2 separate regions of the Pan troglodytes genome follow, and region 1 is linked to region 2. A link is a contact called in public Hi-C data. All regions are on one chromosome and are shown on one strand. Each heading gives the region's core, a stretch centred on a gene start, on an enhancer-like site or on the middle of the called end of the contact. The rest is flanking DNA. Distances are from core to core; before and after follow the strand shown.

Region 1 (5,365 bases), core at 3-2,502, 300 kb after region 2:
GATTAGATTTAACAAGGAAGATGTTACCATCATGATGAAAGCTGTTGAAAAGCATAGTAGCTAGGTCTAGTTTAAAAGTGCATTAATTCAACGCAACATGTACATTTTCATGCAACAAAAGACCCACAGTGGCATTCTGACATGCTTCCCTCCCCTTGGATCCAATTTGTATGAAAAGTAAAACCATACTAAGAGACCATGAGGATGTCATGGGTGCGGGGGCTGTGACTAGATAGAGTGAGGAAATTTTATAAGGAACTTCTGGCAAAAGAGAGGAAATAAGCTGTGCTATGGTGTGACCTTTAGTGAAATTTTATGTCACATTTGAGCAATAAAAGGAAATGAGTCAACCGACTCCCTTCTCCCGTCTAGGCTGGGAGCCATGTGCTGAGGACCAATACTCCAGTCCCACTCGCTCCCTCTCCCGCCACTGCTAGGCTGGGTCGCAGCCCAGGGGGGTGAGAATGCGGTTCTGTGAGTGTGCCAGGGACTCAACTATTGTCTCAGGGCTCCAAATCCCGTCCGCGCTCTGCCCTCTGAGGGTGGGGTTGAACTGTGAGACACATCCTTGCTGTGCCTCCAGCTTCCTGTCAGGCTGTGCCAGTGGAAGGTGCTAGAAGGAACTGGTAAGGAGGGGAGCAAGTAGGGACTTGATTTTCCTGTCCATTCCCCATTCTTGAGTGTTCACACTCCCTCCCAGCCGTGTCAGTCCCTCACCATAGCAGCAGCTGAATCCAGTTTGCAGTGTTCCTAACACTCACAGAACCAACCTCATCACACACACCCGGAGACCAGCAGCAGCTGAGCAGCTCTGCGGGCCCCTGAGCTTTTAGGTCCTGGTGTCTCCAGCCTCAGGGGTGGCAGCCGCTCCCTGCTGTTACCTCCTCCCTGGCATCCACCATTATCCTTTTGTTTTTTTAGTTCCCCAGCTTCAACCGAATGCATGGTTTACAATTCTTTATTATTACATTGTCTCTCTTCAGATAACTGGTGTGGCTTCTGTTCCCTGGCTGAACGCTGGCTGATACCATAAACAAAATGGAGTTTTTGGAATAGTGGAGGCTTTGCATGAGTATTTGCTGAATGAATGAGTGAGTGAAGGAGTGAGTGAGCCAGTGCTCCCACTGCTGTCTGTAGCTGTCCATGCCCTTTGCACCTCGCAGGAGGAAACCAAGGCGCAGCTTAGAGCCCTCAGCCTCAGACTCAGCCTCCCTCGCCTTGTTGCCGCGACTTTCATCCAGCTTTGGGGCTCCCTCCTGTGGGCTCTGCTGGTCTCAGACAGGGCAGCAGACACAGTCTGGGCACCCCAGGGTAAACATAGCCCCGGCCAGATGCGCCCTTGTGTCTGCACGAGGCCACTTGGAGCTAACGGGGAGGGCCAGTCGAGCTCTGCGTGTAAAACACAGCGTTTCTGTTGTTTCTGCCAGGCCTTCACATACAGCTCCCAAACTCCGGCAAATCTCAAACGTAAATACCCTGCTCTAGGAAAGAAAGTAGCCAGGGGGAGAAGCCTGGTTGACTATTACCCAATTGAAGTCCCACAGTAGGAAGTAAATGAACCTGATTAAAGAAAATGGAGTACATTTCTGGCTTGGCAGAGAAAAAAATATATAAATAAATTTTTATATGGGCCTGAAATTTTCCCTTGTTACTTACTTAGGAGCTGGAATCCTAAAACGAGAGTGCCACCTGCTGACCATCGTCAGACTCCGACCCGAACATCTCGGGTATTTCAAGGCAGGTGCCCTGAGTGGCACAATGGGGCCCAAAGCATTCTATGTGAACACCTCACAAAGGATTCTAGGCGTGACTGCCGTGGCCATGTAGTTTCCACAAGGTGTTTGGCCCTGCCCAGAGTATGTGGACTTGTTACCTGTCCAGCACCAGGCACTCCTCTGTAAAAGTGCCTCTGTGAGGCCGGGCCCGGTGGCTCACGCCTGTAATCCCAGCACTTTGGGAGGCCCAGGCGGGCAGATCACCTGAGATCAGGAGTGGGAGACCAGCCTGGCCAACATGGTGAAACACTGACTCTACTAAAAATACAAAAATTAGCCGGCATCGTGGGGTGCGCCTGTAATCCCAGCTACCCAGGAGGCTGAGGCAGGAGAATCACTGGAATCCGGGAGGCAGAGGCTGCAGTGAGCCAAGATCGCACCACTGCACTCCAGCCAGGGCGACAGAGCAAGACTCTGAAAGAAAAAAAAAAAAAAGGCCAGGCACGATGGCTCACGCCTATAATCCCAGCACTTTGGGAGGCCGAGACGTGTGGATCACGAGGTCAGGAGATCGAGACCATCCTGTCTAAAATGGTGAAACCCCGTCTCTACTAAAAATACAAAAAATTAGCCAGCGTCGTGGCAGGTGCCTGTAATCCCAGCTACCCAGGAGGCTGAGGCAGGAGAATCGCTGGAACCCAGGAGGCAGAGGCTGCAGTGAGCCGAGATCGCACCACTGCACTCCAGCCAGGGCAACAGAGCAAGACTCCGGAAAAAAAAGAAAAAAAAAGTGCCTCCGTGGAACATCTGGAGTATCCCTGCTTTCTGACAAAACTCTTGGCAGATGAAACTGAAACGGCACAGTTCATGTGTGGAAATAAGTGATTATGGCTTTGGATTAGATACAATAAGTAGATGAAAGAACCTGTGCCAGGGAACCATAGTGTGGTAGAGCCAGAAGGAAGCCTTCGAATATTCTTTGTGAGAAAGCCATAGTGAGCCTTATTTTTCAAAATAATTTCAACCTTTATTTTATACGCAAGGGGTACAAGTGCAGGTTTGTTACCTGGGTATATTGTGTGATGCTGAGGTTTGGAGTATGAATGATCCCATTACCCAGGGACTGAGCACAGTGCCCATTAGGTAGTTTCTCAGTCATTACCCCCTTCTGTCCCTCCCCACTCTTGCAGTCCCCAGTGTTGACTGTTCCCTTCTTTATGTCCATGAGTACTCAATGTTTGGCTCCCACTTATTATTTTTCTTTTTTTTTTGAGACTGAGTGTCACTCTGTCACCCAAGCTGGAGTGCAATGGACCCATAGCTCACTGCAACCTCTACCTCCCGATTTTAAGCGATTATCCTGCCTCAGCCTCCTGAGTAGCTGGGACTACAGGCGCCCACCACCACGCCCAGTTAATGTATGTATTTTTAGTAGAGATGGGGTTTCACTGTGTTGGCCAGGCTGATCTCGAACTCCTGACCTCAAGTGATCCACCTGCCTCAGCCTCCCAAAATGCTGGGATTGCAGGCGTGAGCCACCGCGCCTGGCCTTGGCTCCCACTTATAAGTGAGAACATGTGGTATTTGCTTCCCTGTTTCTGCATTAATTTGCTTAGGATAATGGCCTCCAGCTGCATCCATGTTGCTACAAAGGACATGATTTTGTTCTCTTTATGGCTATATAGTATTCCACAGTGTATATGTACACATTCCACATTTTTTTAAATCCTATCCATTGTGAATGACCATCTGGCTTGATTCCATGTCTTTGATATTGTGGATAGTGACCATGAATCTTATGAATGAGGGCAGTGGTTGACAGTTTGTAGTTGCCATTTTAGGGTATTGGAAAGGATGGTCCCATGTAAGAGCTTTGAAACTACTGGTGATGATGAGGATGATGATGATGGTGATAATAAATAGTGCTTGTTAGCCCCCTCCCTGAGGGGAGGTGAGACACATTTCCCAGTCAGTTTCCGAAACCCCCAATAAAAAATGTAGTATTTCTAGACAAAATTAAATGAGGACTAAAATGCAAATATGCCACAGAACAGAAAAAAACATAGACTCATTTGTGTAACTCCAAAGAGCAAAGGGTTTGCAATTAAATGACTTCCTGAAACAAGTTTTGGAGTGGTGCATGTGTGTGAGGACTGTCTGGCCTGGGTGAGCTAGAGATGAAAACCTGAAAAGGAATCGGGGGTGGGGATTTATTCCAAAGGCCAAAGGAAACACAAAAGGCTGGAGCGGCGCTTGACAGAGTCCTCCTGGCCATGACGTGATCACCATGGCTGATCTCAGATACATGCCGTGGGACGCTGGAACATGACTTCGCTTTCCTGCCAACTCAGCTCTTCTGCTGCCTGGCCTGGGAGAGTGTGAGGAGGGGTCTGTGAAAGCCACAGTCTTGCTTACAAACCAATAATACATAGACTCTCCAGGGTAACATAATACCATGGTCTCCAAAGTATAGGATCATTGTCTGTTAAGTTTTCTTTTCAACTTTTTACTGCTTTATATTTATTTCATGTGGAACTTATTCAGTATTGACATTGTTTGGACATTTTTCTTCTCCAGATCTCATGTTGAAATGTTATCTCTAATGTTGGAGGTGGGTCTTGTTGGAGGTGTTTGGCTCATGGGGGGCAGATCCCCAGTGAATGGCTGGTTGCCATCCCCGTGGTGATGAGTGAGTTCTCACTCTATTAGCTCGCGTGACAGCTGGTTGTTAAAGGGATACTGGAACCTCCCTCCCCTCTCTCTGTCTTGCTCCCTCTCTCACTATGTGACACGCCCACTCCCGTCTTCTGCCATGAGTAAAAGCTTCCTGAGGCCTCACCAGAAGCAGAAGCTGGTACCACATTTCTTGTACAGTCTGCAGAAAGAACTGTGAGCCAAATAAACCTCTTTTCTTTATAAATTACCCATCCTTGGGTATTCCTTTATAGCAACACAAAATGGATGAATGCAACAACTTTGTGGTAGGTATGTGATTTACCTGCTGTCCTACCACCAATTAAATTATATATATATATATATATATACCACCAATTAAATATATATATATACATATAGCCCACATGTACTCATGCCATCTCTCTCTATCTACCATAAAATTCATGAGTCTCTATTGATTGACACATAAGCAGAATCAAGTGATATTCACAGCAAGACACCACAGGAGCTTAAGGTGCTTCTGAATAATCAATGATTGGATTACATTCAGTGAAATTTTAGTGTCAAGTCTATTTTCTTGTGTTCTAATATTCTAAAATTGAACATCCACATTGCCAAATGTGACATTTGGTGGCTCACTGTCAGCAAGGATATCAATTGACCAGCATTCCTCTTCAAGTGTGCTTACAGTTCATTGCAAGAGGGGGCAAATCAAATCAAATTAGTTCCTTTGTGGATATAACATTTTCACTTCAACAATAATTGAAGGCTTTCTGGGCAAGAGAAATGTATCTTAAGGTAAAATCTCAAAAAATATTTAAGAATATCAAAGCATGTCAGTCATAATAGATATTTTTGTAACAATGATAACATTTTGACTTAGCAAAATTATATGGAGAGCCTACGGTACCTGACTTTGTGCTCCTCATCAGCAAACTGGGGGAGAAAGAGTGGCTAAGATGTGGTCTTTCCTT
Region 2 (6,058 bases), core at 3,118-5,617:
CATCCTTAAAATATTTTTAAAAATTAATTTCTCCATGAGTCCCAAATTCACAAGGTTATGTTAACATTTAATATATTTCAAATACCACTGTAGCTGAAACAAAGAGCTAAGTCTGTATTTCTATTTCTGCAAACCAAAGCTTGCTTAGCAGAACTTAACACATCAAAACCATTATAAGGTAGAACTAAACACTTCATTGTATTATATAATATATGTTGCAACTTGGCTTTTAAGAAATTGGGTCAAAGAGGAATAACTTGCCAACTCGTTGGCTTCTCACCATGCAAAAGGGAATTTCCAACAAAAGTAAAATAATTTAACTTTCTTTCTCATGTCTTACTTATATACCATCTTACCAGTTATTTTTAGTGAACACTAAAGGCCTAGAAGATATAAAGTGAACCTCCAAATTAGAAACGGTAATGATAAAAAACAATTTTTCAGCCCGGGCACGATGGCTCATGCCTGTAATCCCAGCACTTTGGGAGGCCAAGGCAGGCAGATCACAAGGTCAAGAGATTGAGACCATCCTGGCCAACATGGTGAAAACCCGTCTCTACTAAAAATACAAAAATTAGCTGGCGGTGGTGGTGGTGCGCACCTGTAGTTCCAGCTACTCGGGAGGCTGAGGCAGGAGAATCGCTCAAACCCGGGAGGCGGAGGTTGCAGTGAGCCAAGATCGTGCCACTGTACTCCAGCCTGGCGACAGAGCAAGACTCCATCTCAAAAAAAAAAAAAAAAAAACCCACAATTTTGTAATGAAATGCATCATTGTAAGTAAGCAATGTCATCACAGGCCCAAATCCTAATACTTTTCCAGTAAGTTTAGCATTCTATTTCTGATGTCTGGTAACCAAATCACATGTAGTCCACCTCCAGAAATGGTTAATTAACAATCTTAACAATTCCAAACCCATTCCAAAAGAGGACAGGAGAGCACTGCAGAAAGCAAAGGGCAGAGTGCCTTGTGTAGATAATGTCTGAGTTATACAAAAACCCTTGACTGATTATATTTATAAACCGTCATGATTAGTCCATTGGCCTAAAGAGAACCCAGTGTGGAAAAGGCAAGCCAAGTCTAACTTTTAACAATCACTTCCCTCCCTCCATTTTATTATATATTGGTCCATTCACACACAATTTGAATATGTGCAAATGATCAAGATTCTCATTAGTGATTTATTCAACAAATAGTAATGCCTGTGACATCTAAGGATCTATGAGAAATGTTTTGTGAGAAAGTCAGAAGAAAACGAAAATTGGCTTTGCCCTCAGGGAGCTTACAATCTAGCTCTTCTAGGTCTAAAATTTATTCCCATGTCAAGTGAAAAGCAGCCAATTACTACAATTTCTGGAAGAAACATAAAAAAGAAATGTGTCAATGCCACTCCTAGCATTCAGAATTAACTTCCTCAACATACAAAAACAAAAAACAAAACCCTGATTCACACCTGTACTACCTAAACGCAATATGGAGAGAAAAATAAATAATGAAGTGAAACATATCTGATCCTTGCACAAATGAAATTTGCCAACTTCACTTTTCACTTTTTTTTTTGAGACGGATTCTCACTCTGTCACCCAGGCTGGGATGCAGTGGTGCAATCATAGCTCACTGCAACCTCGAACTCCTGGGCTCAAGCGATCCTCCTGCCTCTGCCTCTAGAGCAGCTGGGACTACAGACACATGCCACCACACCCAGCTAATCCAATTTCACATTTTTTAAAGTTCAGCGTTTCTGAGGCATGGCTTGGATGCTGCCCTTTACCCACTAGCATGCCAGGATAACTCTGGCTTTCTAGATAGAAAAGAAAACACATTTCACTTAATGGTATGATTAACTCAAACAAATAGATATATTTCTTCCAAATGAAAAATCAGGCTAAATTTTAGTAGAAGTCTATTTTGGCTTGACTGATCATTTACATCAGCCTTAACAAGGACATGGGTCAGTACACCTGAGGCTGAAATCCTTTTTGGTGATGAGGAACCCATGGTTTAAATAAGCAATATAAATATTTGTTTCCACTCCCTTGCACACAATTTAAAAATCCATCCAAATGATATTGACACAGCTTAACTTTAAACAAATCCCAAGAAGGGAGTCATGGATCTTAATAAAGAGAAAACCATCACTAGGGCTCTCATACTTGGCTTCTAATACTAATGAGTTACAAGGCTCTCAAATTCTACTCTATTATTCACTAATAAGAACACAGACCAAATTCTGCATCAGTTTTATAATCAGACGACAGTGCATCATTGTGTTAAATCCTCTGGAGCACGTACAATTACCAGGCAGTTAGGGAAACACAAAACTTGGAGAAAGGATATTTCTGTATTGAAGTTGATGCTTTGGGTTTCAAAACCTACACGTTCCACTCCTTCTCTGAAGCCAACTGTGATCAAGGGTCCTGCAGATCAGCAACACACAAGACACAACTAATGTGCCTGTGAGTCCAGAGCTCCAGCAGCCACTGGTCCTGGACCCCAAGAAAATAAAAAGGTTTCCACGCACCGGAGGACCAAAGGTTTTTACTGCTTAAAATATGCTCTTTACTGTTTATGAAAGTCCCCTTCATTAAATTCTTAAAAAGCCCAACTTACTCATTCAACTCACTTGTTCCCAAACGCAGAGACCTATTTTGCAAAAACCAAGTTTAAGACCAAAGAGCAGGCTTTTTTATTAAAGAAAAAGAAAGCCCACCGCCCCCACTGCATGTGGACCTTAATGAAACTAATCTAATAAACACTAGAAAGAAGGTGTGCAAATGGGCCAGCATTTGCCGTCTATCCACCTGTGTCACCCAGGTAATAAAGGTGATCCTGGTTGTAAACCCCTGTGACAGCGTGCCGGGTTCGGCCCCACGCCGGACCCCCGACTCCGATCCACAGATGCTCTCCGTGAGGGGTTCCTCTGGGCTTAGAACGCCCCCGCGCGCGCGTGCAGGCACACACGCGCACACACTCACACGCTTGCTCGCACACCGCCAGTGCCTCTCCTTCCCACCTGGGACCCCCGGGCAGCCGGGCTGGATGAACAAGTTGCAGCTGGCCGCGGCGCTCCGCTAGGGGGCCGAGGGTGGGGAGGGGGAGCCCAGCGGGGCGCAGGGCCGTGGCCAGGGCCTGGGGACCTGCCCGCTTCCCTCCGCGGCCGCCAAGCCCTACCGCTGGGACCGGCGAGGAACTCCCCCCGGCCTCTCCGCAGACGCTGCACGACCGCGGGGACCTACCAGGGTCGCCAGCCGCGCCGGGCAGGGGGCGACAGGGAGGGCAGGGCACCGGGAGATCGCCGCCGCCGGAGCGGCCGCCAGGTCCCGGCGATCGCTGCGGGCGCAGCCGAACACCGACGGCCTGGGCCCGGCCGCTGCTCGGGGTCGGCGGGGACCGCGCAGTGCCTACGCCAGGCGGCCCGGCGGCTGCAACTGGGAACTTCAAGCAAAGTTTTCTGCTGTTCCTTTTGCAGCCGGCCAGGGACTCAAGAGTGCAAGCCGCCCAACCTTGAGCACTAGCCCAGGCCGCGGAGGGACGGCGGCCGAGCTGGCAGTCCCGGCTGGGGAGCTCGCCCTCGGGGTCCGTCCGCTCCGCCCGCCCGAGGACTGGGTGCCTGCCAGCCCCACGGCCCCTCGCCCAGCGCCCGGCTCACAGGCAGAAGCGGTGTCCGGCCCGCCGCGCCCCCCGCCCGGCCCCGACGCCAGCCTTAGGGCTCTACTTCCAGGGAGCTGTCGGCGTCCCGGGCGTCCCGCGCCGGCCCGCGCGCCTCGGGGGCGGCAGAGGCAGTCCCGCTTACCTGAGAACGTCTCGCCCGCCGCAGTTAGCAAAAGTCCGGCCAAAGTCGCCAGGCAAGTCCCAAGTCTCCTCATGGTGCTGAGTGCGCGCCGGGCCGCTCCCCGGCGGCGGTGGGTGGGCGCGCGAGGGCGGAGGGGGCCGGGAGGTTTGGTTCCGAGGCAGCGAGGAGAGACGAGTAAACAGCAGAGCGCTAAGCCAAGCCCCCAAAGTGCCAACAGTTGCAGAAGTCCGAACTCCAGCGGCTCCAGGGGCGCGGGCACAGGGTCCTGGGTCCTCCTCCCCCGTCCCTGGCCCCACTCGGCGTCTGGCGCCGCTGTCAGAGGGAGCGGAGGGCGAGCCCGCGGAGCCAAAATCTTCCCTCGGTTCCGGTGGCTGAGCTCGCCGCCTCTCGCCTTCCCCTGCCCGGGACCCGGGACCCGAGCTGCCGGCCGTGGCCGTGGCGGTGGCCGTGGCCGTGGCCGCGCGCGTCCCGCCCGCCGCCTCTCCACAGGCAGCCCCAAGCCCAGCCCCGGGCGGCGGCGCGCCGATGACCGAGCCCGCGCCGGCTGCGCGCGGGGCTCTTGCTCCCCGACTGACTGGCGGTGCCCCGCAGGCCGGCTGAAGGGAGCGCTCACGTCACGGCCGCCGCCGCGGCCCGCTAGAGGGCGTGAGCGCCCGCGCCCCGCCGGCCCGCGCCCGAGCGCCTCCGGGAGCTCGGCTGGGGGCGGCCCCGCGGCCACCGCCACTACCGCCGCCGAAGCGGGCGTCAGCCGCGCGGGGAGGAGCGGCCACCGGGCTCCCCCCGCCCACCTCCTCGCCCCGGCCGCGTCTTCTATTTTGGTAGCTGGCTCTGGGGAGGGTGACTGTGGAAGAGGCTGCGCCGCCGCCAGAAGTTTGTCCCGGGTCACGAGCCGCGAGTAGTTTGTGAGCGCGGCCGGGCGGGACCAGCGGCCTGCGACCCCGCGGGCGCGGCCAGGCGGCTTCGAGCCTGGCGCCGGACGGCGATGTCACCGCACAGGGCCAGCTGCACCCGGAGTCGCCGGGCCTGCGCTGCTCGGCGGCTGCGGGAAAAGCGAGCAAGGAGATCGCTGAGGCTCCGGAGGGCTGCGAGCTTCTCTACGCCGCGGGCGGAGCGAAGTTGGCGGGCGCCGGGAGATGGCGCGGGAGCCGGGAGCGCCGAGCCCCGCGATCGCCAGCCCGCTCCCGGCCGGGCCCGCCGGGTACACGCCGCTGGCCCCGAGCACTGGCGCCCGGGAAGCAGGGCGCGCTTCTGCTGTTCTGCCTCCTCATCATGCCTCGGTGTCCCGTGTGGGCCCGAAGCGAGCCGCAGGCAGTACACGGAAGGCGGTGGTCACACCAAAACCAGGGTTTGGACATAACCCGTGGTTTCTGTATCTGGTGCAAAGTGCCGAGAAACAGGGGAGAAAGAGAAGTGGGGAATCGAGTAATGTCTTGAAATATTTTAGTTTTACGATTTTGGGTCTGAGTGAATTAAACCTTACAATGCTTCAGCAAAAAATAATTTTTTTATTTTAATTGTAAATTTTTTTGTAAGTGATCCTTCTATCTTCCAGGGAATAAGCACATTGAGCCAGCACCAACCAGACAGCTGTAAGCTCCTGGCCTAGCTAACTGAACGCAATAGAAGGCTTGGGAAGAGGTTAAATTAGGAACCAAAGTAACTGAGTGACAGGGTTCTAGCAATGATTCTGGCTAGAAGGCAAACCGGTGATACAGAGGCACCCAGGAGCTCTCCTGCATTTTTTCCACAAGAGGGGTCCTCTGCTTAGTGCTCACTGCTTTCTAGTGCTTATAAACACGTAAAAAATAAATGGATTCCACACTCATCTTGACCCTGTTCTCCACTGTACACCAGAACCAAGAAAGATACAGCTGTCATCCTCCCAAGGCAAATTTGGGGACTAGAAGACTTGCCTTTAGTGTAGCAACCAACACTCCTCTTACTTCAGGAAGTGCACTTACTAGATACTTACCAGACCTGCTCTTTAGAAGTCTCTATATTAATCATTTACTTGTTAATATGAGCTTACATTGTCCTGCCACTTCTCCCAACTATGTGCTTATGGAACCTTATCTTTAATTGTGAAATGAACATTGAAATCTCAGAAAGGAAGCAATGTCTTCAAGATCAGCTAGTGAGGATGGTCAAATCTGCAACCTGGGCTTTCCATTTTGATGTACTTGTGTTCTATACTGCAGTTCAAATTTGCTTTTAAAAAAAATAGTAATAGGCTTTCTAATGGAGTTTTTCTGCTAGTGGGAGGACAG

Evidence for each region. Hi-C and Micro-C count contacts between places; a contact is called where the count stands out from the background.
Region 1: a Hi-C map of induced pluripotent stem cells shows a contact between it and region 2, with 2.0 times the contacts expected there. The contact joins the enhancer-like site here to the promoter of PTPRM in region 2. A contact is called at or near these places in 3 of 7 Hi-C or Micro-C datasets (induced pluripotent stem cells and stem cell-derived neural progenitor cells), 1 of 1 datasets of contacts at active chromatin or transcription factors (stem cell-derived excitatory neurons) and 1 of 1 other capture datasets (stem cell-derived neural stem cells).

The regions. Positions count from the first base shown.
Region 1 is chr17:23,620,174-23,625,538 of NHGRI_mPanTro3-v2.0_pri, forward strand. No RefSeq gene overlaps it. Among named protein-coding and RNA genes, the nearest start is that of LRRC30, 40 kb to the right of the region's middle. Within about 2 kb of position 1,253, at least 11 of the 24 cell types and tissues checked have an H3K27ac peak or open chromatin away from gene starts, as enhancers often do. A contact at or near this core is called in induced pluripotent stem cells and stem cell-derived neural stem cells, where this site is marked.
Region 2 is chr17:23,321,327-23,327,384 of NHGRI_mPanTro3-v2.0_pri, forward strand. It overlaps PTPRM (protein tyrosine phosphatase receptor type M), which reads right to left and starts at 4,368. Exons shown (of 31, transcript XM_512029.7): 1 at 3,792-4,368. The coding sequence starts at 3,864.